Linked DNA regions of Zea mays: all the other regions are linked to region 3. Evidence: chromatin contacts called from public Hi-C data. All regions are on one chromosome and are shown on one strand. Each heading gives the region's core, a stretch centred on a gene start, on an enhancer-like site or on the middle of the called end of the contact. The rest is flanking DNA. Distances are from core to core; before and after follow the strand shown. Region 1 holds the start of LOC103655544. Region 2 has its middle 15 kb from the start of LOC103655549. Region 3 holds the start of LOC100284799 (acetolactate synthase/ amino acid binding protein).

Region 1 (3,686 bases), core at 29-2,528, 180 kb after region 3:
TTATTGAAATAAAGTCCTTTGAGTACACACCTAACTTATTCTTGAATAAAACTTATACAGTGAAAATAGAGTATTTATTACTTCACATATTTCGCTAATACCTTAAAGACCTAAACACATAGGTGGAGGGATTTGAATAAGTGGGAGAAACCATATGTGCACATAGTACATAAGCCATGAACTGATGTTAGTAAGAATGCAAAATAAACACTAAGCTATATGTAGTTCTTTCCAAAGTACTAACACTTACGTCATCACTCCTGATATATGACTCAGGCAAGTACCTGCATAAGCAGAGAACTAACAATTAGACTTAGTATAGTCACTACTCACTACATACATCCTGATTGTTCTTTTTTGTGGATAGGTGGATTGGGGAGAGAGAGAGAGAGGGGTAGGGAGGGAGGGAGAGAGAATATAAATTAGGAAAACAGAGTTCGATGTGGAAACATTTCAGAGGAAGAGGGGTGTCATTACACATAATGCCATAATGGTACCCCTTATCAAAACAATTATCAGCTTTTCAGAATGAATAAGCATTGATATGAATGTTATGGCATCTAGAATGCGAGGAGTGCTTAAGAAACACAACGATTCATCAGATACAATAACACACATGAGAAAATTACCACCCAAAATGGGTTTAGCACTGAATCTGTAAAAATCAATTCCAATGTCATATGGAAAAAAAATTCAGCCCGGTTGACTCAATAAAACACTAAACTTCGGACAACTTATTAAAGAGACCAAGAAAAAGCCTGAATTAGAACACTACTCGCATCCCAGAACTTGGCGCACGCTTACACTTCATGCAAAAACTTGGGTCGCTTCGCGCGCCTGATGCAGCCATCCGGTCTGAGGATCATTGACTCCAGCCACCTGCAAATTAAGAGGGCCCCGAATCTTTTGTGATGCAGGGTGCAAAAACAGAAATGCATTCTGATCGGAGGTGCGCCGGTAGAAGAAACCACACCGACCTCCGCTTCTCGTCGACGTGGGATTGCTGATTCGAAACGAGCGCGCACAGTTCCGCTGCATCCTCGAAAGTAAACTCCATCACCACCGCTCAAGATAGCGGGCGGAGGGAGGGACTAGCTGCGCTGATAGCGGGCGCTCATGGACAAGGGTGGCAGGATACGGCTGGGGCTCTGAGGCGAGCCACGCAGCCGGCGTCGGGATCGGCCGTTCGGGACTCGGGAGAGGAGGCGAGGAGCGGAGGGGACGACTGTACACGAGACCTAGGATGGCCAAAGGAGTGGCCCAGCCTAGCAAAACTGTAAATCTAATATTTTAAAATAGATATATATGAAATTTGATACTTTCTTACACCTAAACTAAAATTTATTTTACTTTCTTAATATATTTATAAAATAATTAATGTATGTGTTATCTATCTATCCTACTTCTTAAGATAGTAGTGTAGGCGTCCACAATAATGTTGGTGCATGGTTCTGTCAGGGCTCATCCGTCATAAAGCGAAGGCCTGTAGCTGCCAGAAATATCACATTTGATTCGAGCCAGGCAGCCAGCCTCGGAACCCAAGCGCGCAGGCAACACCGCCCGTCATCCGCGCCGCCATCAACGGAAGGTGCCGAGGATCTCATACCCCGCCATCAATGAAAGGTGTCAAGGATGTCACACCCGGTTTTGGAAGGTAAACCGAATGCGAACCATGTACGTGACAGGATCAGAACTCACGTACACAACGATTACATAATTGGACATCATCACACGATTCTTGAATTAAATAGCGCAAATGTACTTAGTTACATTAAGATGTCTGAGACATCCATAGAGTCTAATACATATCCATAGTGTTTAACATTAAATCAAAGTGCGGAGTAACGAAACGTAGAATGTAAGCCTACACAGGCAACTGACTGGGGGTTTGCCACTAAAGTAAACTAAAACTCGTTGTAGTCCTGGAACTCCTCAAAGTCATCCATGTTGTCAGCTTCACCTCCTGAGCACTGAGTACAGTGGGAACAACCTGGGGTGGGGTGGTTTGTAAAGCAAGGGTGAGTACACATCAACGTACTCAGCAAATGTCCCGTTTGGCTAAAGTGGACTAGCTGTATGTGGAGTTAAGGTTAAGCAGTTGCTTTTAGTTGGTCAAGCTTTATTACTATAAGTATAGCCAAATTTTAGTAATAACCTAGTTATTACCCAGAGGCACTCCCTATAAGAGAAAATACCAGAGATCAGATTTATAACCATCATTGCTAAACATCATCATAAAAGTAACCATTGTTCTTCTAATCGAAGAGAATCCCAATGTTGCTCTTAACCGTGAGCACGGCTGATATACCAGTTTCTAACACTATGCAGAGGTTGCACACTTTACCCACAAGCCGTGATTCCCATTCTGCCCGGGGTTCTAGCCTCCCCATTGATCACTACCAAGGTGACCTAGCAGGGTCTCACTACGTAGCCTTTACAAAGATTTCCCAGAGGTCATAGCCGCCCGTTAGGTTTCTCCAGTTTGATAAACACAGTACATCTCCCCAAAGAAGGGTGACTAACAAAACCAAATCAAAGAACCTCTGCAACCAGCCTTGGCAGAGCAAGTACTGTGCCCGGACCCCATTGATGGCCCTACGGCGAAGCCAACTACTCATCTGGTTCCTCTAATTAATTAGCTAAGTGTGTCTCATTCCACCCTCATGGTTGCACTGTTATCCCGGGTTGTCACTCCCCAAACAGGTCCTTACGGAGAGGCACTCAGGAAAGAGCTTGAGCCCCCTAAAGTAATCACAAGGACCCCATCGGGATAACATCATCGTATCATAAAAGATCACATCATGTTCATTGATTAAGTTTAAGCAATAGCATAAGCTAACCATGATTAACCCAAAAAGGTAAACAAGGGTAAGGGAAATACAAACTATTCAATCCTTAAGTTTCAGTAATGTAATGCGGGACAGTGAATTATAAAGTATAGTAGGACATAGTGGGTCTGAGGACACTTGCCTTCACCAGGTTGTTGCTAAGGGAGGTCTCCAACAACACACTCAGGAACCTCGGACAGCTCGTTGTCTAAGTAAAGCGAGCATACATTCAATACATTCGGAAAAGTATAAATGAACAGCACATCAAACATTTACAATCATTGACACATAACTCAAAAAGGTACAACATTAAGTGTAGGGGAATGATATCAAGTTACAAAGAAAATGGAGTAATCCTAATTGGGGAATTGATTACTCTTTAAATGTTTGGGACATAACTCAAAAAGGTTAAGTAGTGATTAAAACAAAGGAAAGTTAGAAATATAATATAAACTACTCTCATTTAGGAATTTGATTATCCTTTAAATATTATCCATAATTACATACCTAATTATTTTTATCACATTAGGGTCTAAAGGTTAAACCAAAAATAAATCCATGAAATGCATAACACTAATCTCACAAAATTAAATATGCTTTAACTCCTAGGGCTTTCATTTTATTTATTTTATTAAATAAATAAACTAACATAAAGATTAATCCTATATTCTAAGTGAAAAATTAAGGTATACAGATTACAGTTGGTCATATTTTATTTGAACAGAGAATAATCTTGTGAACATTTTGCAATTTGAACCACTAAATTTGGAGTTCATATAAAAAAGATAGGAAATAAACAAGTTTTGAAGTTTGAAATATGAAATTAAGGCTAAATCTGTAATTAAATAAAAGTCCAAG
Region 2 (4,164 bases), core at 96-2,595, 190 kb before region 3:
TGCTTCATGTGCTTTGAATGCTATTTCCTCCCATTTTACTAATTGGTCTAATCCATGTTGCCTGTGATATTTGCATTGTGTGCCCCTGTTTTAAGTTGGCGACTGAATGTTTGTGCTACTTCCAGTTGCTAACTGAAGTACTCCACTTCTCTTGGTTGTATGCACAGTGATCAGGATGTTGGATTCCATGAAACAGCGGAAGGGCCTGTTCGGACGGTCAACAAAGGCGACTTCCATACTGCAATGGATCTAGGAGTCCATGGCAACGGAGAGCTGGAAGCTGGTGGATCCATGTCCAGAGCTTGACCTTACATTTTGTTGAGCGAACAAAGAAGCATTCTATTCATGAAACTGAGCTTGATTAGTATGATGCATAGAATGCTACGCTGTAAGCAGTTGCAACATCGCGAGCGCCGACATCAAAAGCCTCGCCCCTGTCCCTACACACACCTCTCAAACGACATTGCGATGCCAAGCTATGCTACATTTTTCCATTTACAGATTTGTTTTCGTATAGTTTGATAATAGTTTATTAACCTAATTTCTAATCGATTCTGTAGGTTGGTCATTCATGCTTGGCAACAACATAGCTGATTCCTAGGATTTTCAACTCCGGGCACAACAGGTACGTTTAATTAGCATGTACGACCTTCCCAATTTTTAAATTGTACCTTTTGGATTTATAACACACTTTACAATTGTATAAGATGTATATGTACATCTTCCACACGACATAATATTGTTATAATTTATATTACAAATTTTCTTCCTATGCGCGTTACTAGTCAGTTCAAACGAAACACTAAACATACAGTTGCAGGTAGGTCGAACCGTGGCATTAATCGGAAGCGGAAGCGAACAAAAAGCTGCTTTAAGAATTGTCAGATGAGCCGCGAGTGCGCGTGCTTCTGGCCAAGTACAAGCATGCTGTTCAGCTGTTGTGCGCTCCCTCTAGTAGCACATGAGTCTAAAAATACAATCTTGGCAAGTATAGAAAACTAAGCTACTGAAAATTCCGGTTGTCATGCCAATAAAAAACGGACAGCTAGGCGTCCCGCTAAAGCCGATGACGACCGTCGAGTGCTTGCTGGAAGAGGAGACGTGACGTAAGCAAGCTGAGTGATCACAAAGGGAGATGCCATGCCACACGCGGTTCCTACGTCCACGTCCACGTCCACGTCGGCTAATGGCGACTGCTTCTTATGGTTGTTCAGTGCAGTCACGGCTCTACTGTCTTTTTGAATCAAAAAACATTACTATTATTATTTGCGTGGAGGACCTCTTGCAGACCAATTGCCTCCGAGACCGGCCCAGTATAAAGTGGGCTCTTCGGGAAGGAAGCCCTCGCGTGATGGCGCGGGTGGAGGAGTTCACAGCGGAGGCAGCCAAGTGACGTGGAGAGGACAACGGTGTCGTAGGGAGGGTGAGATGAAAAAATGATCTAAATAATATAATTTATTATATTTGAGTAACTAAGGGATAGAGATATCTAGCGATCTGAACCGTTATTTTTAATAGTGTGTTAAGTCTGAGTGTAATTTGTTTGGTAGATCTAGTGAAAGTTATAGGTGCGGAGTGATTTATTTGGATATATTTTGTAAAGTTTAAATTGATAGATTATATAATGGTATAGATATACGGTGGTGGTAAGAACTAGCTCACTAAGAGCATCTCCAAAAGACTACCATAAAATCACCTCTAAAATGTAGTTTTGAGAGCAACCTAAAGCTTATTGAAAGTGTTTTTTTTGTTTCCTCCAACAGTACACCTAAAACATATTGCATGCATGTTGTGCGGCGTGGGTGGTGCAAAAGGAGGTGGGACAAAAGGTTGGATGAGCCAATGGGAGACGTTGGATGCGGGCTAGAAATTTTTTGGGGGAACCAAAACATTCCCTCTTTGTAGCTATAAATTAGAAAAAAATTGGGGTTGTGAAATAATGGAAAAGGTTTAGGAGAGATGTTGGAGGCTTGTTTTTTTCTTTTTCCCTTTAATTTCAAGTTAGGGGAGATGTCGGTACCCTGAATCAGGGGTATCCTCTTCTACAGTATGAAGACGCTGTACACGTACGACGTCTCCTGGCCACACGGAGAACGGCACCCGACCCCACCATATGGGCAAGTCTAAGGGCACCACGTGGCGAGGAAAGATAATACACCCCAGGGTGCATCATTGGGTCCGAACCTCCACAGAGGGACACCGGACCCCTGTGCGTACAGTCCGGAATTCCCAAGAAGGCATGTCAGATCCCTCGAATGGGCCCCAGGTCTCTCCGAGTAAGGTCCGGACCACGGCAAGGCCCCGGGACGGGGAGAACCCCGGCATGAGTAAGGGTCCGGTGCTGGCACGTGTCCAGGCCTTGCCCTGCGCTCCCCGCTCAGGAGGAGACCCGCTGTTGGGGACTTGCTCTCAAATGCTATGAATTAAGAACAAGGCAACATAAAATGTTAAATATTAATGCCCTTCGTCCGCTGAAGCATTATTTCCCCAAGGATTTAATGAACTTCGGACGAAGACCATGAGCGGAATACTACGGAGGTTTCACCTTCGTAATTAAAATTACAAAGATAATACAAAATAATGTACAATGTAAAACATTAAAATATTGTTCACATATATTATTATATGAATCTAAGATGTTTGAATATAACGGTTAAGTACATTTATACCTTTGCCTTGACAAACAATAATTTCCGAATGATGCGTTTGCAATTACAGGAATGCGTGAACAGTAAAGGAATACTGTTCACTATTTATAGGCACAGGACACAGCCTGTGAGGAATTATAATCATGCTCTTCATAAAAGTTTACAACAATGACTCAGACCCTTATGGACTAAAAGGTCATTCTATCTTTAAGTCGGTTCGACCCTTCATCTTCGGATATGTTGTAATACCGAAGCTTCATGAATGGTGCCTTCGGCGTCACGTACGAGTAGCCGAAGCCGAAGCTGTTTCTTTTTGCAGGACCTTCGGCGACGAAGCATGGTCCCAACAGTAGCCCCTTCGCGGTGCTAGATCGTTTTTCGTAACGAGCTTGATCCGTGAAAAAAGTCTCTTAGGCTTCAGGAAGCCGAAGGTCCGAAAAACACCTTCCCTGAGCTCGTTGTCGAGAAACGATACAGTTTTCGAGCGCGTAGCGGTCCCACCATGCAGGTTCACTATTTTGGTTTTTGCGGCCCACCATGCAGTGGGTGCGAGCAACTGTTTGCCTGGTGTAAAAATCCTGAGGATTCACCTTCTTACCTGCAGCACTATATAAACAGACAGGTAGGTGTGAAGTTACTACATCATTCATTGCTATTGCACTGTTTTGCTGCCAAAATTTTTAATCATAGCCGAAGCTTGACTTTCGCATTCAAACGAAGCTCCAGTTTGGTGCCTGCTTCGTCAGAAGAGCTTCGGAAGAAAGGTTATTAATTTTCAAGAAATTTTCAAGAAATTCAAAATCAAATGGCCAGAGTGCGTTCTACTGCTAGAGTTGAGCGCGAAGGAGACGAAGCCGAAGCTGTGGAAACTGTTCCTATCTCGGAAGCAATGAAGCGATCTGGATTGGTGACATCGGAAGACAACCCTGCTGCTGAAGCAGAACAAGCAGATATTGAAGAGACTGATTCTGAAGGTGATCATAGTATCGCAGTACCGAGCAAGCCTAGCCACCTGGACTTCGGAAAGTCAACCATCTCCAAGGCTGATTTTCCGAAGATGGTAAAGTCGGGCTACTTTAGCGAAGATGAGAAAAAGCTGATTCGCTTCGGTGGGGAAGAAACTACCCCGAAGCCACAGAAAGATGAGATAGTGATTTTCAAGAGTTTCCTCAAAGCTGGTTTGAGATTTCCTTTGAATAGGATGATTGCCGATGTGCTAAAGAAGTTTGGAATCTATCTTCATCAACTAACTCCTAATGCTATTGTTAGGCTTAGTGTTTATATTTGGGCTCTCCGAAGCCAGGGGGTGGAGCCATTTGCCGAAGGTTTCTGCTGGGTACACGAGCTACATTACCAAACTAAGGCCAGAAAGGATGGGTTACATGAAAATTTTGGTTGTTACAATTTTGCCTATCGGAAGACTACAAAATTTCCTGTATCAGCTACCGAAGCAAGTGGCCGGCAGGCTGGAAATCGGAATGGTTCTACGTCAATGTTGACGATGACAAGGAGAAGC
Region 3 (4,158 bases), core at 41-2,540:
TCTAAATTTCTAATTCATAGCGTAAATGTGCGTAAATATCTTATACATATGGCGTAAATGGTAGGAACCCAATACACACTGGATTAAATAACGAGATAATGCATAAAATCAATAAATCGTTTGCATAAAATGTGAATAGAAATATCATAAATAGACAATAGGTAGCAGAGCCATGAACTAAAATATATATCGTAAAAACCTATTTACGTTGGTATAAATATGTATACAAAATATCATAAAAACAGGGTTATCGCTTGCGTTTAGGGGAGTTGCCGACGCCACACGCGCCTCTGGGATCCACCGTCGCTCGCGGATGTTATCGATTGCGAAGCGGAGCAGCACGTCCCTGCAGCACCACAGTCGTGCCCCTGGCCCTCACTCGCTCAGCGCCTCCATCAATGACAACATCTCGCCATGCACCAGGCGCTCGACGGTGGCCACCACCACTGCTGCCGAAGCCTACCGCGCCGCGCAACCACCGTCGTCACCGGGCCTAGCGTGCGCCGCCGCCGCTTGTCCGCTTCGGGAGCACCGTCGGCGCTTGCCCACCCGCGTCGGGAGCGTCAATGTCGCTTGATCCTAGGGGAGCACCCCACCGGTCGCTCGCTTCGGGCACCGGCGCCGCTGCTCCCGAGATCGCCACCGCTCGCTTGCCCGAGAGAACCGCCACTAAAACCTAATCCCTACCGGCTTGGGGTGCTTTTATAGCCGCCTGAACCTGGTGCGGCTGAAACCGGATGACACTGTTGAACTAGGGCTTTCTCTAGTTATTGAAAGCACATGACTCCAAATATATAAACTATATATATATTAATAAATATGTATCTATATACTATGTTCAATAAAATAAATTGATACTCGTTGTGATGCTATGTTCCAAATCAAATAATTATCTAAAATATAAATCTGAATTTGAATTATCTATTTTGCATTTGTATTCTATAGTATTTATATTCACATTCAGTTTAAAATATACTAATAAATAGTGACATCTAAATTCGTTTTCATACTTACCTGAACCGAATCAATCCCTGCTCTCAGCTTCAACGGGATACCAGTGCAGTCACGGGATCTGGGCGGCGGTCCCGCGCGTGCCCGCAGCGGCGCAGCCCGACGCGACAGCAGGGTCCACACCACCCGGCGATTTGCGCGCGGATCACACGCGTAGCGACAGCCTCCCCCTCGGCCTCGAATGGGCTCTGAGCCACTGACTACGCACAGCGGGGGTAGGCCCGTCATTTCGGCTGATGGTCCCTGCATAAACCCTACGGCTAAACAATAGCCAGCCCACCAACCAGCGAAGCAGCCCACCACTCCTACCCCTCCATCCGGCCACCGAGCTAGCACGACTTGACGCCCACACTGCCAAAGTGCCAAGTGCCACTGCCCCTGCCACCAGCCCACCACCAGACCCGCCACCTTCGCGCTCCACGGCAGCGGCATGTCCGTCGCCTCCTCCCACCGCCTGCGACCGTCGCCGTCGGGCCCGGCGCGGCGCCCGGGATCCGCGGCGCCGCGCGTAGCGTTCTGGCCAGCCGGTGCCTCGCCCCCGTATCGCGGCCGCTGCACCGTCGTGGCGGCGGCGGCTGCCGCTGGCGCCGGCGGCGAGGCATCTTCGGCCCCCGTGGCTGTGTCGGCTGTCGCCCCCGCGGGCGCTGCCAGGGACAAGTAAGCACCCCACCTTGCCCGCCGAAATGCGGCCTCCTTGTTTCTTAATCTCTCGCGGCGCGCGGGATTTCTCCGTTCCTTTTTCTTCTTCTGATGACGCTGCTCGGGTTTTCTGGCGTCAAATGCAGGGTGCGGCGCCACACGATTTCGGTGTTCGTCGGGGACGAGAGCGGCATGATCAACCGGATCGCAGGGGTGTTCGCCAGGAGAGGCTACAACATCGAGTCGCTCGCCGTGGGGCTCAACAAGGACAAGGCCCTCTTCACCATTGTCGTCTCCGGGACCGACAGGGTGCTCAACCAAGTCATCGAGCAGCTCAATAAGCTTGTCAACGTCCTGAGTGTGAGTCCGCCTTCTCAAAATTTAGCGAAGCCACGCGAATCCATACTTGATTTTGATGTCCCCGGTTGGAGCACCGGGTGACAATTCAGTAGTACAGTGGATTTCTGTTCCATGAGTTCAGCTCTCCTGAATCTTCTATCCTTTTTATTCTGTTAGGATCATTTCCACTTTCGTGGAGCATCTTTTGTGTAGCTAGATAGAACGTGGACAACTTTTTTCTTCTTTCCTGATTTGGTCATAATCATCTTCGAAATATTCTCTTCTCTTTCCGCCTAGAATCGCTGCCGGCCTGGCAGTCATGTTAACGTCAGGGACATACTGCTTTGTAGCCTTGTAGGGGATACGGATACCTCAAATACACATCATTATTGTAAGCCGTGTATTCTGTTTATGACTTTCTGTTTGTGCACGTGTACCGTCTACCGTAAGCACAGTTGCTTTGGTTAATCATTTAAAGATTTTTTTGACTTCATTATTATAACTACGTGGTACTACCTCCATTCACAAATATACGACGCCGTTGACTTTTTTCCCCAAAACTTTAATTACTCGTTTTATTAAAAAACGAGTTATCATTTATTTTGTTGTGATTTGCTTTATCACTTAAGATGTTTGAGTGTAACTTAAAATTTTACATTTTCGAATAAATATTTTGAATAAGACGAGTGATTAAAGTTTTGTAAAAAAGTCAAAGGCGTCATATATCTATGAACGTAGGGAGTAGCACTTAGGGGGCAGACTCTCACATAAGTACGGTTTAAGAAAGGGATAAACTGAGGCAAGCCTTCCCTTGCAATCATGGTTTTTAAAGCGATATGGCGAGACAAGGCGTTGGACTGCCACCTATACGCCTAGGCGGCACCTAGGCGAGGTAGGCGAGCAAGGCGCCTGGGTGTTGGACCACGGTCTGGATGTCTATGCGACGCCTTTAAATTCATGCTCACAATGTGGAGAGGCTGCTTTGAAGTCGGTAACATGGTGACTCAGTAAGACAGTTCGCACCACTACACCAGGCCTGCCCCTCACTATAGTACTTAGTTCAATTTTAATGCTACCCTGTTTACATGTCTACTGTATCCTTTCAGTTACGAGTTATTTTGAATTTTCTTGATTATTGCCATTTGGAAATGTTGGTTTCGAAAAGATTTATTGTTCTCTCTGAATGTACTATGCGGATATTACATTGCTTTACTCTCCTGAATTCTTAGCCAGAAAAACTTCATGGCTGACCATTCCTTCACTGTTTGTGTCAACTAAATATTTAGATGGTTCTAACTGCTATGGTATTTACTCCCTGAAAATGATTTACTACTGTTTTTTTGTTGCCAACTTGCATTAAGAGTAATACCAATAAATCCTTGTTTAATTTTTGTTTGGATCTGATCGATTACAGGTGGAAGATCTATCTAAAGAACCTCAGGTTGAAAGAGAGCTGATGCTTATAAAACTAAATGTTGAACCTGATCAGCGTCCTGAGGTATGATGTGATGTTGAGTTAGTCTTTGTAATCCAACAATTCAATTAGCATCCTGTACTCATGATTCTCAATCACATGGTGAACCTTACAGTGGTGCTTGTCGTGACTGACAGGTCATGGTTTTAGTTGATATTTTCAGAGCAAAAGTTGTTGATATATCTGAGAAAACACTTACCATGGAGGTAAAATTCAATCTTTAACTAGTGTACAGATTTTGAATGGTATCCCTTTTCATGTACTGAACTGTGTTTAATGGGCATTTGACCAATGCTAGGTAGCTGGAGATCCTGGCAAAATTGCTGCAGTGCAGAGGAATCTATGGAAATTTGGAATCAAAGAAATTTGCAGGACAGGAAAAGTAATTTCTAATGTTCTTTCCTTGCATGGACACATATTTTTTTCCGTAGTGCTAATTTAATGCCCTATCTTCTTAGATTGCTTTGAGACGTGAAAGGATTGGTGCAACAGCCCGTTTCTGGCGATTTTCTGCTGCTTCTTACCCAGACCTGATAGATGCGTTGCCGAAAAATCCACTTACATCTGTAAATAGGACAGTTAATGGCAGTTTTGGTCAACCATCCAATGCTGGGGTATGTAACCTTTTACTTACAAAACTTTCTAGAATTTCTTTTTATTTTACCATGTCCTGCTCTGTTTATAATTCTATACTT

Evidence for each region. A called contact is a pair of places that touch in the nucleus more often than the background predicts.
Region 1: a contact with region 3 is called in a Hi-C map of endosperm, with 2.9 times the contacts expected there. The contact joins the promoter of LOC103655544 here to the promoter of LOC100284799 in region 3. A contact is called at or near these places in 6 of 25 Hi-C or Micro-C datasets (ear, endosperm, leaf and 1 more).
Region 2: a Hi-C map of tassel shows a contact between it and region 3, with 2.9 times the contacts expected there. The contact joins the enhancer-like site here to the promoter of LOC100284799 in region 3. A contact is called at or near these places in 2 of 25 Hi-C or Micro-C datasets (ear and tassel).

What each region holds. Positions count from the first base shown.
Region 1 is chr4:140,059,443-140,063,128 of Zm-B73-REFERENCE-NAM-5.0, reverse strand. LOC103655544 reads right to left here and starts at 1,278. Exons shown (of 8, transcript XR_002269158.2): 1 at 978-1,278; 2 at 805-879; 3 at 251-284.
Region 2 is chr4:140,427,447-140,431,610 of Zm-B73-REFERENCE-NAM-5.0, reverse strand. No RefSeq gene overlaps it. Among protein-coding and RNA genes, the nearest start is that of LOC103655549, 15 kb to the right of the region's middle. Within about 2 kb of position 1,345, at least 16 of the 20 cell types and tissues checked have an H3K27ac peak or open chromatin away from gene starts, as enhancers often do. A contact at or near this core is called in ear and tassel, where this site is marked.
Region 3 is chr4:140,235,064-140,239,221 of Zm-B73-REFERENCE-NAM-5.0, reverse strand. It overlaps LOC100284799 (acetolactate synthase/ amino acid binding protein), which reads left to right and starts at 1,290. Exons shown (of 13, transcript NR_182111.1): 1 at 1,290-1,668; 2 at 1,797-2,010; 3 at 3,404-3,487; 4 at 3,601-3,669; 5 at 3,762-3,845; 6 at 3,922-4,077.